Regions from separate parts of the Lactuca sativa genome. Here region 2 is linked to region 1. A link is a contact called in public Hi-C data. All regions are on one chromosome and are shown on one strand. The core of a region is the stretch at or near the end of the contact, and the rest is flanking DNA. Distances in the headings are between cores, read along the strand shown. Region 1 holds the start of LOC111916146 (disease resistance protein RUN1). Region 2 holds the start of LOC111893238 (sec-independent protein translocase protein TATA, chloroplastic).

Region 1 (2,838 bases), core at 42-2,541:
TTGAAGACATCAGAAAGAATTTGGTTTTGTAACGACTTCAAACCGGACAAAGAAGCTTTTGAAACTTCCCTAACATTCTCAACGAAGCTTTTACCTTCGAATTGAAAGGATATTTGATCAAAAACAGCCCTGGCTAAAGTTGTCTTCCCACCACCTCCCATTCCCTTAATCCCGATCATGCGAACATCATTTAAACTAGTTCTTAGAGATGATAACACATCATAGACCCGGGTCTCCATGCCTACTAACTTTTCATCAAAGCTGAAATCAATGGATCTTAACTCTAGTGAAATTTCTCCAACAACTTTTTGGATGAACTTAGCTTCATGCCTGTATTTTAAAAAAAGATTTAACTAGCTTACTTTCAGATCCAACCTACAAATATAATAATGTAATAACATAGAATTTGACAATACAACATGAGAAGCCATTTCCAAGCCCTTTACATCAAGGATAAACTCAGATTACCAATAAATAAATAAATAAAACCCAATAAAAGAATATTCTAATAAATAACTTCACAATGTTTTTTCGCTTAGGGTTTGAATTAAACAAAACGCTCTCCGACACCTATTTCTCGTGAAATTAAGAAAATACTGAAATTGGAAGGTAGCTGAATTGAAATAATAATGATTAGCAACTATTTAGTTGTTTCGAGCCGGAATTCTAAGAAATTGGATATTAATGGTGCTTGTATAATGTGTTAAACTTGATAAAATCGACCACAATCAAAACAATAACGCAAAAAAAAAATATGATGATGAAGTGATTACCTATCGGCAGTGTTCTTCAACTCCCACCCAGCCAGATCCGCTGCTTCTTTCAGAGCATCCCTCCATTTCTCTGCAGCCTCTTCATTTTCATGCTTGGCAAAGGCTTTTTCAACTGCCCCTCTTTGTTTGCGGACTTCCGATGGTTCCACATCATAGAAAACAGGATAGGCGGTATGCTCGTTGGTCTTGTGACATTCCATGATCTTCACAAGCTCATCCAAGCACCAAGAAGAAGAGGCATAGTTCTTCGAGAAAACAATGATGTAGAGTTTTGAGTCTCCAATGGATCTGATGAGCTCATCACAGATCCTTTTGCCCTTTCTGATTCTGTCATCATCCTTGTAAGTGTGAATGCTTTTCTGCTGAAGAGCATAATAAAGATGATCAACGAAATTTGTACGAGTGTCTTCACCTCTAAAACTCAAAAACACATCATACTTGAAACTCTTGTAAATGGATGAAGTAGAATAAGACGCCATTGATGAAGTAGAAGAAGACACCACTTACGCCTTGTTCCCGAGTTTTTTTCGCAAATTCATTATTATTAAAGGAATAAAGGACATGGAAGGAAAATTTTAAGGAAGGTGAAAGAAAATATTAATTATTATGTGTTGCCAGTTTTTCTGTGTTCCAGGAAATGAATGGAAAATTTTAACTTTTATGTCTCCGAGGTAGGAGGAAAAAAAAAATAAAACTTGAAATTTTCCTTCCCCTTACTTTCTTCTCAAATCCGTCCAATTTGGAAGGAAAATATGGCTCCAAAATCCTTCCCCTCCCCTCACTTTCCTTCCATTAATGAAACTCGAGATCACAGTTTTCCTTCGCCACCCCTCACTTTCCCTCTGTATCCTCCCATTTTTCTCTGTAAGTAGAACTCAGGAACAAGGCGTTAAGGATTATATAAATTCTAAGTCTTTGTTGGAGAAAATATATTCAAAACAATTGCAAAGAAACTCAGAGGAGATAAAGTGAATAGCCCAGAAACGATGTTTCTGCATCGGGAATGTGAAAGTTAATACAATATCTCTCTCGATATCTCTCTCTCCGTTTCAATGCGGAAGAAGACAGAAATTGTGATTTTAGTTAGACTAAACTGCACAAATGGTCCCTGTGGTATGTCGAAAATTGCCATTTTGGTCCAAAAAAGTTTAGACTAGCACCACCGGTCCAAAATTTTGATTTTGTTGCGAGTTTGGTCCAATCTATTTTGAATCTTTTTAAAATGACATATTTGCCCTTGTCAATTCATTTTTTTTATTTTTCTTTTATTACAATAACTAAAAAGGAAATAAGAAATAAAAACAATACTACTCTGCCTCCTCCTCTTTCTCATTTAACACAAAACACTCAATTTCTCTTTCTTTGTAGAAGAGCATCTCCGACACCACTATCGACAGTCAAGCCATCACCGCCTTCATCCCCCCATCGTCTCTGCCACCACCAACCCCCGACATGAAAACCCTTTAAACGGATATATGTAAACCAACCCCTTGAAACACCGTCGTAGTCCTTCGTCTTGCACCCAACGTTGTTTCCTTCGCCTCTCCGGAAAAAATGGTGTCGCCCTTCGTCTTCATCCGACTGAGCTTCAATAGATCGAACCAGAGAAGGACAGCTCCGGTGGTTGTTCATATCTGAAACCTCCCTCCCAAACGACTGCCGCTTTTTCGACTCGTCTTTCCAGATCTGAGCCTTAGCGTCATTGTTATAATCGTTGCCGGAGATATCACTGGCAATATTGATGTTCCAGATCTGCGACCAAGGCCGACGGCTACGAAAAATGGGGTTAGAGTTTCCAGGTGACGAGATTGGTTAGAGAGGGTCGGTGGAAACATCAGTTATTGGCGGCGGTGTCCCACATCAGCGGCTACCTGCTATGGTGGTCGAAGGTTGCTCCGGCAGTCTCCGGACTCGTTTTTGGTTGGGTTCTGGTCGAAATTAGTGGAGAAATCGAATGGGAGTGGTGTTTGGTGGTGATTTTCAGTCGAGAAGAAGGGGTATAAAGTGGTGGTCGGACTTTCATCAACAGTGGCGAAACAAGAAGGTGAAGACGGTGGCGGTGGGT
Region 2 (2,789 bases), core at 52-2,551, 270 kb after region 1:
TTGTGTCCAAAATATTATTGTACTGCCATGCATAATAATTTTAGGGTAATATATATGACTATTGTCAAAGATCCTTTAGAATTGATTTCTCAAGATCATCATCCTAGGATTACAAAGTTAGAATAACGTGAATGGGGTAGCTAGGTTATTTAAATGTTGAAGATTATATAATTAAAGATTATAATATTGTGGGTTGAAAACCCTATGTGCTCACCAGGTTTCCCAACCTAACCCACTCAGTTTCTTTGTATTACAGGTAACGATACGAAGGTACTGATATATAATGTAATTATCTGGCGAGAGATTTAAGGAATTCGTAGGTTGCAAGAATATTGATGTAAGGTCTGTTTATGCTTATGTTTTGTATCAGTTATGATATCTCTAGTTTTAATAATCAATGAAAAACATTTCTCTTTGGGAATACATTTTATGGGACAAATTCTGCATTTATAAAGATCACTCTGATTTAAAATAAGCATAAAGAAAAAGTTTTACAATTGGCAGTAGGGGATGTCACAGTTCATGCGCTCCAATACATATGCTTCTCTCTTTACTTTGACTACAAATTGTCATCAAGCCAGCCACATGAAGCTGTGTGTTCCTGGTCATTCATCTTTCACTGGTCTCGGAGAATTGAACGTTACTCCTACTCTCTACATCCATATTTAAGAATTCTCATGACATAACATCACAATCGTTTCTCCTCTGTGTCTCTCTTGTGTCACAACACTAATGAACGACTAACCTTGATGTATAATATGTGTATCTATATAACGTATATATGTTTTAGGTTTGAGGCATATAATGCGAATGGGAAGCAAGAACGTTTAACTAAGGTTATTACCCCCTTACTTCTCATGTTCCCACAACGATCAAGTGAGAAAATGAAAGAGATTGCACAACTGTTGTGAACTGATATTACGGTGTATGATCTCTGGTGATTGTGTTATATATAATCCGACAACAACAAAGTTAATAAAAAGTGTGGTATTTTTTGAACATTTTGAAAATTTCGTTACGTTTTTAAGTCATTTTTCCATTTACTTGAAGCAACCGGTTACCACAAGGTTTTATTTGGACAAATACGTACTTCGTTGGTATTCTATGTACAAATAATATATTTTAATGTACTAAAAAAAACAACAGTGATACTTTTAAATATTTTGAAAATAAATACAAATGGTTATCTACCGTAACCGATTCAATGGTATTTTGTGTTGTAAAACTTCCTTACCTTTCTCCGTTTCATCTTTTTACCATTACATGACATTCTGCTATATAACTAACTGATAACATATACATAGATGTTTTAGGCATATAACGACGTCGTCCTGGTCAGGCACAAAAATCCTTCCCACAGTTTCCTCATTCATTTATCCAATAATCCATTTCCGATAACCACACCACCACCACCACCAAAAGTACAAACCATCCACCGCCGCCCAAGACCAGTCGTAAATGGCGATTTCCTCCGCCGCACCAACTCTCACCTTACCCTACACACCATCCATCATAAATCGCACTTCACCATCAACAAAAACCTTATCCTTTTCTTCTTCCAATTCATCTTTCTTCACCAACACCCTCAAACCCTTGACCATCGCCCATGGAAACAGATCCAATCTGCTCAATGGAAAGAAAAAGGGTTTATCTTGTACCTGCTTGTTCGGACTTGGAGTGCCGGAGCTTGTGGTTATTGCTGGCGTCGTCGCCCTCGTTTTCGGTCCCAAAAAGTTGCCGGAGGTTGGCCGTAGTATTGGGAAAACGGTCAAGAGCTTCCAACAGGTCTCTTTACTTCTTTCATCGATTATCACGTATCTATTGATTAATATCGATTGCTTATTTGAACTACAATTTCATGTCATATTCCAAATAATTGACACTCACGAAACACTGAATAGAATTTGAAGATGAATAATTGACATATAATTGAATCAAATCAGATCATACGATTTTGCTCATCAAATGGAAACCACTTTATTGAAAGGTTTCATTGTGTTTCATTATTTGAGTTACAGCAACCTGATTGCATTCAGACAATTCCTTAATAGAGAAGGGAAACGAGTCTTTTCTATTAAGTCATTTACAAATTTTTGCTCATTTATTTTTTTCCTTCTATTTCTCAAAGTTTGATTTCATTTTCTCAATATTTTAAATTGTCATTTATCCCATATAGAACACCAATTCATGGAAAAAAGAATAAAAATCTACCTAATTATAACAATGTCATCCAATTAAAAAGCAATTTTCACTGCTATTATTAGGTAAGCTTTTCATAGTAAAATGCCATGATACTTTTTTTTTTAAACCACAATGTTATAATTCAGTATATATGTTAAAGTACAATGTTTTGATAACAAAAAAAAAATGAAAGTAAGAAATGAAACTATGATTAACAAATAATGAAAGTGTGTTGCTATTTCATGTATCTATCCCTAATTTTAATAACACTCTTCTCAACTTCTTTCCTTTTATAACTTACTTCGAGAAGAAGAGAAGGCGCACGATATTAATTTTTTTTAAATTTTTTACAATATTGACATTTCTTAGGGTTTGTCAATTTCCACTTTTGGAAAGGGCCGACCTTTTATTTGTGCTCAAAGTTTATATTATTGCTACTTATATAAACGCATATTTGAACGTCACTTGATTGTAGTGTTTTTTATCATCAAAATCAAAGTCTTTAGCTTGAATGATACACAACCGACCCCTAATACAAGAAGAACGACTTAATACAGAAAGTCAGATAAATAAGGCTTTCCCCATTAAGTCATAACTCATTTTCCCAC

Evidence for each region. A called contact is a pair of places that touch in the nucleus more often than the background predicts.
Region 2: a Hi-C map of seed shows a contact between it and region 1, with 7 times the contacts expected there. The contact joins the promoter of LOC111893238 here to the promoter of LOC111916146 in region 1. A contact is called at or near these places in 2 of 4 Hi-C or Micro-C datasets (leaf and seed).

Annotation. Positions count from the first base shown.
Region 1 is chr5:94,862,564-94,865,401 of Lsat_Salinas_v11, forward strand. LOC111916146 (disease resistance protein RUN1) reads right to left here and starts at 1,292. Exons shown (of 5, transcript XM_023911780.3): 1 at 774-1,292; 2 at 1-330. The coding sequence starts at 1,252.
Region 2 is chr5:95,135,086-95,137,874 of Lsat_Salinas_v11, forward strand. It overlaps LOC111893238 (sec-independent protein translocase protein TATA, chloroplastic), which reads left to right and starts at 1,302. Exons shown (of 2, transcript XM_023889302.3): 1 at 1,302-1,785. The coding sequence starts at 1,459.